2 separate regions of the Mus musculus genome follow, and region 2 is linked to region 1. A link is a contact called in public promoter capture Hi-C data. All regions are on one chromosome and are shown on one strand. The core of a region is the stretch at or near the end of the contact, and the rest is flanking DNA. Distances in the headings are between cores, read along the strand shown.

Region 1 (7,683 bases), core at 1,491-3,990:
GATGGTTGTGAGCCACCATGTCGTTGCTGGGAATTGAACTCAGGACCTCTGGAAGAGCAATCAGTGCTCTTAACCACTGAGCCATTTCTCCAGCCCAGGACTTCTTTTAAGAGCTTCCTTTTGCTTTTCCTCTGCCTTGGGCCTTGAAGAATCATTACTCCAATAGCAAAGTCCAAGGTTTTCTTAGTGGCCATAATTAATCACCAGGATGAGTTTTCAACAGGATGTACTGTAAGTTATATCTAAGCTGATCTATCTTAGTACAGATGTAGAATATCACTATAGATACACGTATGTTAAGCTACTCTATGGTATTCCCCACCATTCTGTTGCTCCAACATTCATTGCTGTGGAGAGCCTTTTTGGGGTGCCGCTTGGCAGGTGTCTATCCTTGGCCAAGGATAAGGAAATGGGCTTCAGGCAGGAATCTGACATTGGCCAAGGACAAGGAAGCAAGAATCTGGTTTTAGGGTAGAACAAAGAAGTAGGCTCAGATATCTTGATCATCCTTAGAAACAGCATCACTAGAGAGATCATGGGACTTTGCTTGTTTCATGACTATTGTCCATGTTAGTTCCTTATTGTACTGTTCACCCTTAGTACTTGCATGTAATTAAAAATGGTATAAAAAGTGGATTGGGAAAATTAAATTTGCCTTCAGTCTCAGAATTGACTGGGTCATGCTCCATTGTCTAACTGTCTTTTTTCTTTTTAATCCTCACTCCTGTGCTGGAGAAGCTGTTGACTGACTGAGCGGGCTTGGTCACATTGCTCATTCATTTATAGATAGATGGACTAGGTTATCAATTCAGTTACTACAATATTAGGACATATAGTTATTATATGCTAGCTATAAGACAAGACTAGAATCACAGAGCCCGTACTAGTGAAGATAGCTTAAACAATAAAGAACTAGCATATAGAGGGTTAGATTGTAACAAAAGCAAAGAAAAATAGAAAGGAGAGAGGGAGGAAGGGACGGAATAAGGAGAGAGGGAGACAGAGACAGAGTCAGAGGGGGACGCAGAATCTTGAAAGAGTGAGGGAAGGCTCTTTTGAGGACATGTTTTAATAAAGACCTGAAGGAGGAGAGAGAGTATCAGACTCTTTTGAGGGAAAAGGACGTTCCAGGCAGCAGAGGGTTCTATGCGTGGGAAAGATGCCTCTGAGTTAATTGTGCATGCGATCCAGAAGGAAGAGCAGTGGGTGGAATCCAGAGGGTGGGGGAACCTCAAGAGCATCAGTGTGCGGGGACAGGAAGAACAGGTGGGCCAACTCCCGTTGACAGGATTTGACTTTCATTTGGATGCTCATGGTTACAGTCTTGATGGTTTCAAGTGTTGCAATACTTAGGAGGGCACTTCACTGACGCAGAGGAGAGATGATGGTGGTTTAGGCCATGATCAGAACACAGCTGAGGTGCTGAAAGGAAACACACCTTGAAATATTGGGCAAGGACAGTCAGTAGGCCAGTACCTGGGGAGCTAACGGCTGAGGTGTTGAGGGGCCTGGCTTGACTGTAATGCTCAACATGACAGCTGTCTCCGTTTGTCAGTCTTTGTCCAAAGATAGTTATTAGTAGTAATGTCTATGTGCTCAGATGAGGGAATCTAAGCTCAGAGAAGCTAGATCATTTGCTTGAATTCTCATCATGCATATATAGAAGGGGAAACCAAGGTTTATTTTTCAAACATAACTTGTTTGGCTATCAAACCAAATCTAAACTCGATTTATCATTTCTTAATAACAAGCTTTTAAGACCAGATGCAAAACAGCAGAAGTTATTATAAAGTTACATCCAGGTAAAAAAGAAAGCTACATCCATCAAGTAATAAAATCTGTTCCTTCAGTCAGGCGCGGTACTCTCATGTAGTTTCAGCAGTCTGGAGGCTGAGGCAGGAGGATTGACACAAGATCAAGACCAGTCTGGGCTGTCTCATGAGTACCAGGCCAGTAAAAGGTAAAGAATGAAACCTTTAAGAATAATAGTAAAATACGAAAGAAAGAAAGAAAATGAGAACTGTTCCTGTGATATTTTTTCTATCAATCACTAAACCGGTGTGCATGCACTGAAATGGGAATGGCAGGCAGCTCTGCCTCTGGATTGCAGGAACGGCTCTATAGAGAAAACAAGTGGACTGGGAGCTGACGATAACCACGAGGGAGGGAGTGGTCTTCCTGGCCTAGTTTGTACATCCAGACTAATGCTTTTTTAGGGAGCTGCCCACATCTGGGGAGGCTTGTTGTATTCTGGGGGTTTAACTCATGAGTTACCACGTTCTAGTCTTTCCAGACACTAGTCACAGATGTGACTGAGCCTGCTTCCATTACAGCTGAGCACAGGCTCTCGCAGTTCCCCTTGTGTTTTTGTCCGTTCTGGCCTAAGGCCTCACTTTGAGTCTCCACTGCTGTGTTGCTCTCTTTCCACAGTTCAGGGGATCAGTGAGCAGTTTCTTGGCAACACTGCTGCTGGGCTATTTAGATGCCTCAGTTCTTCTCTTTCACTTTTTGTTTTTAAATAGCCACCAGCACCGTATCCATTTTGAGCTCAAGTAGTTTAAAAAAACTCTTTGGACGTGCACTTTTCCATTAACACAACTGTGCACACTATATAAGCCAGTGACAGAGTTTTCTAACAAAAAGGATGTGAGCTTTATAGTCAGTATCCCTGAGCAGTAAGGATAAGTGTGAATGAATGTTATAAACGTGATACATTGTATGACTCAGATCAGGGCTCAAGACAGAAGCGTCCTCTTCCTCTGTCTCTAAGCAACAAGCGAATACAATGTACTGACAGCTTTCTTCCTGTATCCTGTCCCAGAAATGAGCATGTGTGAGGCTGCTTAGGGTTTCACAATATTAGCAATGGTAAGGAAGTTAATCACAGACTTTCATGTGACATCTCCTTAGCATGAAAGGCCTGGGTAACGTATTGACACCAGTGTTAAGAGGCAGTAGGAAGGGAGGGAGGGAGGAAGGGATCTCATTGGGCATAATAACTGGACACTGTTAGTCACTTCATTCTATTAAGTTTTATCCTCTATAATCTGAAGAAGAAAAAAAAAAAAACCTCACTCATAATCCCAGCTACGCAGATGGCTGAGGCAGGAAGCTCAAACTCAATGCCTATCTGGGCTTCTTAAAGAGATCTTGGTTCAAAATAAAACAAAAGAAGTCTAGTGTTGCAGCTTAATATAGAGCACATGACTAGCATGTGAAAGGCCCTAGGTTAATCACTAGAGTCAAAAATAAATAAGTAAATAAAAAATAAAGCTCTGAAATCCCAAAGGTTTTTTTTTTTTCTGTACCAACACAACAGCAACTGTAGGAAAGTCTACAGGTGGCCTTGTGTAGACACACACACACACACACACACAACACTAGATAAAATTACTTTCAGGGGTGGTAAGATGGTGGTCCATTTGGTAAAGGTGCTTGCTGCCACGTTTGAGGGTCTAGTTCAAACCCCAGAGCATGCATGCTAGAAAAAGTGTACAGGCTCCTACAAGTTGTCCTCTGATCTTCCTATGTACACAGTAACATGAACACAAAATAGAGCAAGAAATGTATGATTTTTAATTACCTTTTATTTACATGTTAGGACCCAAATCTCACCCCCGAAATTCATCGTTATACGTAAGATCAAACCTCTGGACATTACATGTGATTTTATCATCTATAGATGTGTATGGACGCATCCACAGCTATCCTAGGACAAATTAGGCCAATAGGATGGATACATCTAATACATGCAAATACCTCAAAATTTAAAACTTCGTCGGTTATAAGCATTTCAGATAAGCAACACTTAGCCTGTCTCTCACTTTCTCGTCTTGCACTGTAAAGCTATCACTGTTCCATGCAGAGAATGCCATGGCTCTGGGTAGATGGCAAACTCACTCTCTTCCTATAACATAGACCTGAAGGCTCAGGCTGACTTGAAAGCCAATCATATTTTAGTTTTGATTTTGATAAATATTTGATTATTTAGATACATGAGTGCTTTGTCTTCATGCACACCAGAAGAGGGCATCAGATGCCATCTTAGATGGTTGCGAGCCATCATGTGTTTGCTGGGAATTAAAATCAGGAACTCTGGAAAAGACTGCTGAGCCATCTCTCCAGTCTCCCTGTCAATCATATTTTAATATATTTAGTGCAAATCAAGGTGTACTTATGTGGTATCTTATATGAGCATACAAATCAGTAACTATATACATACACTATTTCATAAAAGCAAGCGTCCCCTTTACCCTTTCAGATGAGTGCTAAGTCATGGTTCACCCCCAGTAACGTTATATTTTGATGACGATATGACTAATTAGTGAGAGAAACAAGAGTCAAGCAGCAATGGCAGATTTAGTTTTACTTTCCACAGATCTGTTTTTATATGAAATTTGTAAAGTATAAATTTATAGTAAAATTTATAATGTGAATATCTTCCTGAGTATAACCATGGCATGGTTCCCTGAGTTCTGTAATAGCTTCCAGATGTGAAGATAATTTTGTTTTGAAAGTTTGAAAATTATTGGAGTTCTTTGCTGATTAAATAGGACTTATGTTAGAGTAAGTCTTCCCTCCACATTAGACTTCGAAACGTCCAAAACTTTTGAAGTCATAACTTCAAAGTAGTTTTTGTGTTTATAGTCTCATAGTAAATATGGGATGATAGATGTTTGTATAAGGCTATAAAGGAAATGAGAAAGAAATAATGGCAAACTCACTTCCCATGTTCATATGTCCTCATCTTAATGTTTACTCACTGATTGGTGACTGTGGGAGGCTGGAAACACTGAATGACATCAAAGGAGGTCTTCTCCAGTAAGAAGGTCAAGTGTGGTCACCTAGCTCTCAACTCACAGGCCACTGCTGCTGAGTTAAACAATTTATGTGGACTTCAGATAACGTCAAAATAAATAACATCTGTCCAGGGGAGGAAAAAGTTCTCTGTTGGAAAAAGGATATGTCTAATCTCTCTCTCTCTCTCTCTCTCTCTCTCTCTCTTTCTCTCTCTCTCTCTCTCTCTCTCTCTCCTCTCTCTTTTTCTCTCTCTCTTATAATTTCCATGTTATATTTATACCAGTTGTGTGCATTCCATGCCTTTGTGTGTGTTATTCATTTATTCGGTGTGTGTATGTGTGATGAGTGTGTGAATGTGTGTGTTTGGTATATATATGTGTATGTTCAGTGAGTATATGTATGGTGAGTATGTGTTGAGTGTGTGTGTTAAGTGTGTGTGGTGAATGTGTGTATGTGTTGAGTATACGCTTAGTGTGTGAATGTGTGTTGAGTGTGTGTATGTGTTGAGTGTGTTTGTGGTGAGGATATGTGTGTTGAGTGTGTGTATGGTTAGTGAGTGTGTGTGTGTGTGTATGTGGTAAATGTGTGTGTGTGTGGTGAATGTGTGTATGTCTTGAGTGTGTGTTACGTGTGTATATGGGGAGTGTGTGTGTGTGTGGTATGTGTGTGGTGAGTGTAAACATGTGCATGGGAGCTATGCACAATCACACTAGTCTACTTGTATGTGGAAGTTAGAGAATGACTTCCACTGTTCTTCCCCAAGTTCCATCCACCGTGCTTTGCAAGCAGGATATCTCATTGGTCTAGATATTACCAAGTAGGCAAGGCAGGCTGACCAGAGAGCATCACACCCTGTCTTTGCCTCTTGGGTCCTGGAACTACATGTGCCACTATCCCAGTTAGACTGGTACTTTCGAGGCAAGCACTTTACCCACTGAGCCGTCTCCTCTGGCCAAAGTCCCCTGTCTAGATCTCCAAGTAATCTAGTGAAGGTGGCTGGAGAGGTGGCTCAACAGTTAAGAGTACTGGCTGCTCGTCCAGAGGACCCAGGTTCAGTTCCCAGCACCCATATGATATGGTGGTTCACAATACTCTCTAACTGCAGTCCCATGGGATTTGATGGCTTCTTCTGGCCTCTGTGATCACTGTATGCACATGGCACACAGACATATATGCAAGCAAAACACTCATGCACATAAAATAAAATTTAAAAAGAAGATTCTATTTCACAAGGACTAAATGGCCTAATTCCCAGGTACCAGTTCTGTAAGGTTGCTTCACAGCTAAATTTACTTTTTAAAGTTTAAGTTAAAAAAAAAAATCCAGATATTGAGAAAAATTCTCTGTAATCTGCCAGTGGTGATAGCTCTTTGCTACTACAAGGCCCTCATACCGCAAGGAATTTTACACTCTCTCATTCTGTGACTGAATTTCAAATTGTGTCAAAGTGTTATAACCCGCTTTAAAATAGCACACATAGGGCCTTTAACACTATTTTTGTTGGATCGACTTTGATCTTATCCTTTGGCCTGTTATTGGCTGCTATCTGACTTACCAGCTCTTTCTGTCATTTCAGAAATTTTTGCATGATTTTATTTTGCTTTGGTTGGTTTTGCTTGCTGAAACAGTGGCTCCATGTTTAGCCCAGGCTTGCCTAGAGCTCTCTTCATATTCCAGAGTCATCTTGAACTTGGTCTTCAGGCTTTATCCTCTCACGGGCTAGAATTACAGGCATGTGTCAAAACACTCTGGAGAAAGTCTTTTTTTTTTTTTTTTTTTTTTTAAAGAAAGCTTAGTTGTCATAATTAAATATTGTATGTATTTTTAATTGCTTACATGAGCAACTGTATTTAATATCTGTCAACCACGGTTTTCCTTTGTGTTTAGAAATAATTATTGACTTTTAAAGAAAATATGTAAGGAAATGCCCATTTCTCTCTGGCTCTCTTTACTCTATACATATTTATTTTTGAACAGCATAACAGTGTGGGTTGGACTGGTCCTTCTTATAAATAGGTGAAGAATACAAGCAACAGCACAACTTATCAATGGACATGTGCACATGTGAAGAAAAATATAAATTTATCACATGAAGTGGCAACTGTTTTTAAAAACACTCACTTAGGGTAATGGAGATATAGCCTGTGGGAAAACTTACTTAGAGTAAGACGAAAATAATAGGCTGGGGAAAGCAAACTGGTTTGCTTGTTTTTTGTTTTTTTTTTCCAGTTTGGCGGCATGGCTCCTTTCATTGGATCACGGAACAATTCTAATAAATTCCCAGAGGACAGGATGAAAAACAAGACCATGGAGACAATGGGACCAAAGCAACTGGAAACCACTTCTAAATAAGCAATTGTGTGGAATCTAATCGGGTTACAACTACGCAGATGGGATTTTTCTCCTCCAAAGATACTTACAATTCATGTGCCATTTAAATTTCTTTAAGCTACACCCTAAAAAGCCAACCTGCTCAAAGATGGCTGAAGTCTCTTCCTGGATGCTTCTTACTGGCACAGTGCTTTTATCTAAACAGAGGAAAAAGAATGTGGGCAGCCAGGTGTGAAAATACAATCCTGCACTTCTAGATGAGGTGAGACAGAGGCAGTAGGATTGCTTGAGACCAGAAGTTTGGTGTCATAAGCCTTTAAAACATAGCAAGGCATCCTTCTCTTAAAATAAAAATCTGTGCATTTACCTCATCTGTTGATGACGGCCAGCAAAGAGAGCAAACCACTGGGGAATGGAACTGTTGGAAAAAAATCACACACCCAGACAACACAAAGCCCCAGATTTGACTCCCCAGCGCCTGATAAAGTCGGTGTGGTGGATGATGCGTGCCTTGGAGGTAGCAGAAGGACCATCATTACTTGAGAGCTACTG
Region 2 (7,683 bases), core at 3,433-5,932, 150 kb after region 1:
AACACACTTGAAGCTGACTGCTCTTTACTTTTGTGTGTTTGTTTATGTGAGCAAATAAACCAAACTCTTCAGGCGTGGGATTATCCTGTATTGTCATCTATCCCAAGTTAGCTCTCTGGGGAAAGGAAGCTATTGATGACTTTGGGAGTAGTCTCCAGTCCTTTGTAGCTGAAGGGCGCTGAGTGAGAACTGTGCGTCAGCACTTAGGGTACTGAATGCTTCAAGGGCTCAGAGGCCTCAACACTCTAGAAGACAGGTTTATAGGTATAATCTTACCAGCTGCCAGCTAGCATAGCCATGTAAGTTTGGTGATAAAATAGTAGAATGTACCTTAGAGCAGGCCAGGCAGCCTGTCCATGGGGACAGACTTGTTCCAGGGGCGTGCTCTGTCCTGTAGCCTCAAAATACCTCCATCTGGCGGTTGTTTCTTCCTTGTTAACTTGTTAAGTTCCTTGTTGCAGAACTTGAAAATGCATAAATTAAATCTTTTACAGGTTATGTCTTGTAAATGATATTTTCACATCATTTTGCAAATTCAACCTGATCCCTGAAGATGGATCATCTTATTAGTGGAGTTAATTTAGGCACTCTCACTAACGTTTAAATGTAATCATATTAAGTTGACATTTTCACTCATTTGAAGTTTGATTTGCCTCAGTCTACCTAACTTGTCACTCTAACTGTACCATCGGTCATACTTGGCAGGACTCTGAAGGTGTGGACATCAAGCTGGGTGTGTGTGCCAATGGCCTTCTCATTTACAAAGACAGACTAAGGATCAATCGTTTTGCTTGGCCGAAGATTTTGAAAATTTCCTATAAGCGCAGTAATTTCTACATTAAAGTTAGACCAGCAGAGGTGAGCAGTGTCCTGTACCCTTGGCGTGGCTAAAGCACTGTCAGTGACCCCTTCCTCTTAGGAGGGGTAAATGAATTCTTCCATAAAAATATTGCAGAAGGAAACCCTTCTTTGTTCTTTATGCTACACAAGACATCATTCTTGATGATATATGAACATTCCTGTTGCTGATTTACAAAATTACTAGATTGTTCACAAGAAGGATTCTTTTATTCCCTCTCCCACACATAGTAGGAGCTTTTTGTTGTTGCTGACTCAGGTAAGTGATGGAATGTGCTGTAGTGGCACTGAGCAGTCAGTTTGCTTGGGCAGTCGGCAATTCATACTGCTTTTCACAGAAACAGTATCGCAGTCGGGAATGTGTTTCTTGTATGATTATATAGATTGACTGACAGTTATTTACTAAAGAAGAATTCCTTCTGCCAGAAACGACTGCATCTGCTTACCGTAGCATATAGCCCTTGGTTAAAGAATAGGCTGATTTTGTTTTTATGGGTCTATTCCAGCTGGAACAGTTTGAGAGTACCATTGGATTCAAATTGCCAAACCACCGGGCAGCTAAACGGCTATGGAAGGTGTGTGTGGAACATCACACTTTCTACAGGTAAGGGAAGAAGTCTCATGGAGTGGCCAGCTGTACCTTGTCCAAGCCAGATGGGACGGATGGCATGGCAGATGCATCTGTGTCCTACATCAGAGTTGTATTTCACAATGGCTATCTTTGTTGCCTGTAGCCATGCTTCAGTGTGCCATCTGGTTCTTTGCCTCCTCTCTCCCCATCACCACCATGGGCCTATCATTGGTCCTTTTGTTCAGAGAGGATCTATCCTGCTCTCAAGCCCCTGTGTCCTAACACACTAGCTACCCCAGTGTGCTGCTACTGGTTTAATCTGATGTCCTGACATGGCCGTTTCTGTGGTTATTGATGCAGTGTCACAACCTTGGGTATCAATGCTATTTCAGAAAACTCTTTTTCAGCACTAGTTGGGTCCTCATTGCTGCCAGCCCACCAGCCCGCCAGCCCTTCTGCCTCCCTTAGCATCTGAACTATTCAGTCTTCTAGAGCCGTTCACACTGGCCTGGCCTCAGGATTGCTCTCAGTGCAGTGCAGTCACTGTAGAAATCGGGGGTCACAAACACCCCACCTTTCTTTAATCACCTCTTTTCCTTCCAAAAGTATTATCGCTCCATCTTACCACCTTCCTTGTTTAATGTTGCCTGTTTTAAGGATGGATAGACATTGTTTTGGTTTATTTATTTCATCCCTCCTGTATTATCATCAATTCCAAGTTAACTCTCTGGGGAAAGGAAGCTATTGATGACTTTGGGAGTAGTCTCCAGTCCTTTGTAGCTGAAGGGCGCTGAGTGAGAACTGTGCGTCAGCACTTAGGGTACTGAATGCTTCAAGGGCTCAGAGGCCTCAACACAGTCAGTCTAGAAGACATCAAGGCATCCTGCTTGGCAAATTTACTTTACCATAGATACCTCTGGCTTCTTTGGCCAGTTACATACCCATGCTTTCCAAAGCAAAAGCCCCAAACTAAAAAAATTCCCCTAAGAGCTCCTAAACTTCAAATCTCAGTACGTGGGAAGTAGAAGCATGGTGGCTTTCTGAGTTCAAGGCTAGCCTTGTCTACATAGAGAAATAACCATGCAACAATACCAACAAACTCTCCAAACCTCCTTTGACTCCAGGCCACAGCTCTTGTATTATCTCCTTAAGGCCTTCCTCAGGGCTGCTCTTTGCCAAGTCGTTTGCTGGCCTTCATTGCCTTCATCTCCTCTGCCTTTGCTCACTGGTTTATCAAGCCAGATGGGGTTAAGTGTTGTCTCCAGACTTAGGACCAAGCACTGTGCTGCCACACTAGCCATGGAATAGTGACAAGCTAGACAGCCTCTGTTTCCCCTTCATTATCCCTGCGTGATACTAATAAAGGGTCCTTTATTTCTTTATGGGCTTGTTTTCAAAATTAAATGAGATTTTACATGAGAAGCAAACAAGCTGTTTCTAGTGTATAATAATGAAAAATAATGTCATCAGTACCACTTTAAAAACATTGTAGTTATTACAAATGACTGGTTCTTGCAGTGAAATGGAACAGATTTATTTTCAAGAATACTCTAATATGCTAATTTTAGAGAAGACATATAATTCAGCATATATTTGAATCTGTCTGACTCAGCTATAATAATTGTAGAAGTCCTTGAAAAGTTTAGATGTTTCTTGGTAGCTAGAATCAATGTTTTCTGAAGAAGTGTGGGCCTGCCTCATATAAAGCTAGATAATGGCGTCGGCCCTATAGGTCTAGAGTGGACAGAGAGCAGGCTTGCCATCAAAGAATGATGCCAACAGCAAGCATCCTGTTGGAAATGACAGGTGCTAGGAATGCTGTTATTGCTAGACACACTTTATTGTCTTAGAGTGCAATGGTTTGTTGTTTTATAGAAGTAAGACCAAAAAGAAATAAGTGATGATGTATGTAAAACATCTCACACAAAATGCTCTAATGGATAAATGTCTGGATATATACTTAAACTGTAACCAACTGACTCTAACCTTACCAGAAAATGAATGAGAAGACATTTGATTCTGTAGCGATCCTTTCATGTGGACATGGACAGTAGATGTCTTCTCAGCCCATGGTAATGAGAACGGGCAGCTTTCAGATTGGGTGGAGGGACAGCAAAACCAAGCTCACCCTCAAGCTCATTTTAAGGACTAATTGTTTTATGTTCTCCTAAGACAGAGCATTTCAGCAGCGGCTCTAGTGATGGCTCAGAGGTCAAGGCTTGCAGCACTTGCTTTTTCCTAAATTTCCAATACGCTGAACAAAAAAGTTGCTTCAAGTCTGCATCCCTGAGCTGTCAGAGGAGAGTGCTGACGAGGTGCTGCCTGTGATTCAGCTTTCTGTGTGTGTGTGTGTGTGTGTGATTGTGTGTGCACACGGGTGTGTGTGTGTGATTGTGTGTGCACGCGGGTGTGTGTGTGTGATTGTGTGTGCACGCGGGTGTGTGTGTGTGTGATTGTGTGTGTACGCGGGTGTGTGTGTGTGTGATTGTGTGTGCACGCGGGTGTGTGTGTGTGTGATTGTGTGTGCACACGGGTGTGTGTGTGTGTGTGTGTGTGTGTGTGATTGTGTGTGCACGCGGGTGCATATACCTGCACAACGACAGTGAGAGCAGACAGAGACAGGACTGGGGCAGGCTGTCACTTGAGTTCATGGTTTAAGACCAGCTCAAGCAACATAGTGAAACCCTCAAACAAAACAAAGCAAGCAACCCATTGAGCTGTGGTTTGGATGTGTCTAGAGTTGAGGTGACAGTGGGCCCCAGGTCTAGTTACAAAAAGTAAGTTAACAATTGCAAACCTGAAAAAGTTTAAATTTTCTTTAAAATTGTTTTCTTAAGCATAAGAAGTTTGTTTTAAATCTATTTTGTTCAAAAAAAAAAACAGAAAATGTATTAGAATTTGAAAGAGGATTATCTCTTGAAAATATGTGATCTTTAAAGTTTTCTTGTAGTTTGGTAAAACAGGTGCCCTGTCTGTAATTTCAGATCTTTCTTTGAGATCTCTTTCAGGGCCCAGTGCATGTGTCTTTGTTGCAGGAGTCTTTAAATCTTCTCTATTCCTGAGTAGACTTCGTTAATAGACAAGAAGGATCTATGTGTCTTTAAATCTCTATTCCTGAGTGGATTTCAGTGACAGACAAGAAGGAGCCATGGGATTTGGCTAGAGAGTATTTCCCAACCTCTGGCTGTACCGCCCAGCAGCCTTCCTCCCATTTCTATAACTGATTGCTTTCCTGCAGAGCAGTTCAAGGTCATGTTCATAAAGCATTGCGAGCTGGGGAGACTCCAGCCATCAGGAGGCAGCCGGGGGTGAAGAGCCCCCAGAGTGCATGCTCTCAGCACAGCGCTCTGTTGTATCTCTGAGGGTAGAAAGTGGAGTGTGCTTTATGACATGCACATGGCTTTATGTGTCCACCACATGAGTAGATGGGGCCAAGAAAGCCTGATGTCTTAGCTTCTCTTATTTGATCCTGACTGTCTCTCTGAGGAAACAGGATTTAGATGCCCTCTGAGCAGGATTATTCCTTACCACCTTAACTCAGAACTCGTCTTCCCCTAAGCCGAAGATTTCCAAAATCTTATGCAGAAGATCTGGGAATACCTGGAATGATTTTAGGGAGAAAAAAAAAAAACTTGTAAAAAACTGACTTTTCCTTGGAAAATGATTGAAATCTCCATATTCTTGAACTCTCAGCTAAAGTCTTCATTAGTAAATTGTAAGATCTCTGAAAGTATATTTTTGTTAAGTGTTTTTCTGACTCAGATAATGGAAAGATGATTTCAGTTGTATCAAAAAAGCGTACTTATTAAAAGCATGCTTTACGTAAATCAGAAAATTATTAGTCATTAAGTTTGAATTCTTGCATTATGAACCCAACTGCTTGGTAGAGTTACACCGGCAAGAAAGAATATTAGCCACCTCTGAGAACTACTGCCTGTTCTTCAGGAACAGATTGCATAGCTGAATAGATTCCCTGACTTAGATGGGGTTTTTTCCTACCAGAAAGAGGCATAAACATTAACAATTGCTAATGATAATGGGCTTTTTACTTGACACTTAGAGCTAGCAGCACAAATTCAGACATATGTGTTTACATAAGTGATCTACACTAAATCAAATAAATACTCTTGATACACACTCAGAGCAGCTGCTCTTTTGGTTGGGCTTAAAAAAAAATGTGAGCACATTACTATTACAAAACTACCTATGACCACCTCCCCCTCCCCCAATCTGGTGCTGCACTTCAGCCCCAGCACTTAGTGGACGAGTTGGAGGCCAACTTGTCTCAAAAACCCAAAACAACAAGAAAACCACACATACAGATAGGAAGGATGTTTTTATTAAGGCTGTGGAGCAGTAATTTTTTGACTGATCATATATGAAATGAGAACTTAAAATACATACCTGTGGTTTGGTTTTCTTAATCCACCTGAAGACTTTGTCCTTATTTTATTTTATTTTTTCCTTCTTTGTAGGCTTGTGTCTCCAGAGCAGCCACCAAAGACCAAGTTCTTGACCCTGGGGTCCAAATTCCGCTACAGCGGCCGCACGCAGGCACAGACCAGAGAAGCAAGTACCCTCATAGACAGGCCGGCACCACAATTTGAGCGTGCCTCTAGTAAACGTGTCTCGAGGAGCCTAGACGGAGGTAACACGTTTATACTTTTGGATTCTACTCATCTTTTCTAGCCCAGTGGTGTCAGAAAACAATAATCTAGTCATAAGACCATGAGACACCCTCTAGAGCAGTGGTCTTCAGCCTTCCTGATGCTGACACCATTTAACACAGTTCCTTATGTTGTGGTGACCCCAACCATAAAACCATTTTGTTGCTACTTTATAACTAATTTTGCATCTGTTATAGATTGTGATGTAAATATCTGATATGTAGGATATCTGATATGGATCCCCCATAGAAGTCACAACCCGTAGGATTGAGGAGCACTGGTCTCAAGTGATAGACAGTTACCCCCAAATTAGTAAAATGTTGCTATTCTCAAAGTAAAGTAATTGTATGCAGGTTGTCACTCTGAACATACATTTTTGTTGTTATTGTTTATGTATGTTGTTGGCAGCATACATAAATAGTATGTATTTTTGTGTTTATAAGCTATTGGATGAATATGTTTCTCTTGGTTTTATTTGATTATGACCTCTAATGTGGCTTAATTTCTTTTTTTTAATACATTTTTGTGGTCCTCTGGAAGAGTATTAAGTGCTCTTAACTACTGAGCTTTCTCTCCAGCCCCTCATTTGTTTATTATTATTTTTTTAAAGCATGCTTGCTTGCCCTCCCTCCCTCCCTCCCTCCCTCCCTCCCTCCCTCCCTCCCTCCCTCCCTCCCTCCCTCCTTTCTTTCTTTCTTTCTTTCTTTCTTTCTTTCTTTCTTTCTTTCATGTGAGTACACTGTAGCTGTCTTCAGGCACACCAGAGGAAGGCACTGGATCCCATTACAGATGGTTGTGAGCCACCATGTGACTTGCTGGGAATTGAATTCAGGACCTCTGGAAGAGCTGTCAGTGCTCTTAACCGCTGAGCCATCTCTCCAGCCTCCATGGTTTAATTTCTTAAACTTGTTAGTTGCTCACATTGCTCTATGGGAATTTTGGGGTATGTTTGCACATGGATTCCAGTAATTATAAAACAGTTATAAACTACTCAGATTTGAAGGTGTGCTTTCAGAAGTTTACCAGACTCAAAACATGTGAGAAATCATTCTAGGTTTCAAAAGTATTAACTTTAAATATGATTTTAAATAACAATAACAAAAGAAATACATACTCATGTGTCTGGGGAGATAGTATAAATATTCATGGTTTCTCTTAGAGTTCTGGTGAGCTACATATTTGTAGTCTTGCATGGCAACATTCATGGATTCAGGTGATGTTTCTTTTCCACATATTTGTCATATCGCTTATTAGTAAATTAGGAATTAATAATGTTTTTATACAAAAGATGATGTTACATTTTTATTAAACTGCTTTTCTTTTTTTTTCCATTTTTTATTAGGTATTTAGCTCATTTACATTTCCAATGCTATACCAAAAGTCCCCCATACCCACCCACCCCCACTCCCCTACCCACCCACTCCCCCTTTTTGGCCCTGGCGTTCCCCTGTACTGGGGCATACAAAGTTTACGTGTCCAATGGGCCTCTCTTTCCAGTGATGGCCGTTAAACTGCTTTTCTTGTTATATAACAAAAATAATATTAATTTTCATTGAAAAATAGTGTTTCAACCTTTTTCATTATATT

What was found. Capture Hi-C pulls out chosen DNA fragments and counts their contacts.
Region 2: a contact with region 1 is called in a promoter capture Hi-C map of adipose tissue. The contact joins two enhancer-like sites. A contact is called at or near these places in 1 of 15 datasets of contacts at CTCF or cohesin (large pre-B cells), 1 of 484 Hi-C or Micro-C datasets (the HPC-5 cell line), 1 of 115 datasets of contacts at active chromatin or transcription factors (bone marrow-derived macrophages) and 3 of 9 other capture datasets (adipose tissue, liver and pancreatic islet).

What each region holds. Positions count from the first base shown.
Region 1 is chr10:25,329,096-25,336,778 of GRCm38.p6, forward strand. No RefSeq gene overlaps it. Among named protein-coding and RNA genes, the nearest start is that of Epb41l2, 27 kb to the right of the region's middle. Within about 2 kb of position 2,741, at least 145 of the 459 cell types and tissues checked have an H3K27ac peak or open chromatin away from gene starts, as enhancers often do. A contact at or near this core is called in adipose tissue, where this site is marked.
Region 2 is chr10:25,478,304-25,485,986 of GRCm38.p6, forward strand. It overlaps Epb41l2 (erythrocyte membrane protein band 4.1 like 2), which reads left to right. Exons shown (of 20, transcript NM_001199265.1): 9 at 706-858; 10 at 1,365-1,462; 11 at 5,905-6,077. Among named protein-coding and RNA genes, the nearest start is that of Smlr1, 54 kb to the right of the region's middle. Within about 2 kb of position 4,683, at least 4 of the 459 cell types and tissues checked have an H3K27ac peak or open chromatin away from gene starts, as enhancers often do. A contact at or near this core is called in adipose tissue, where this site is marked.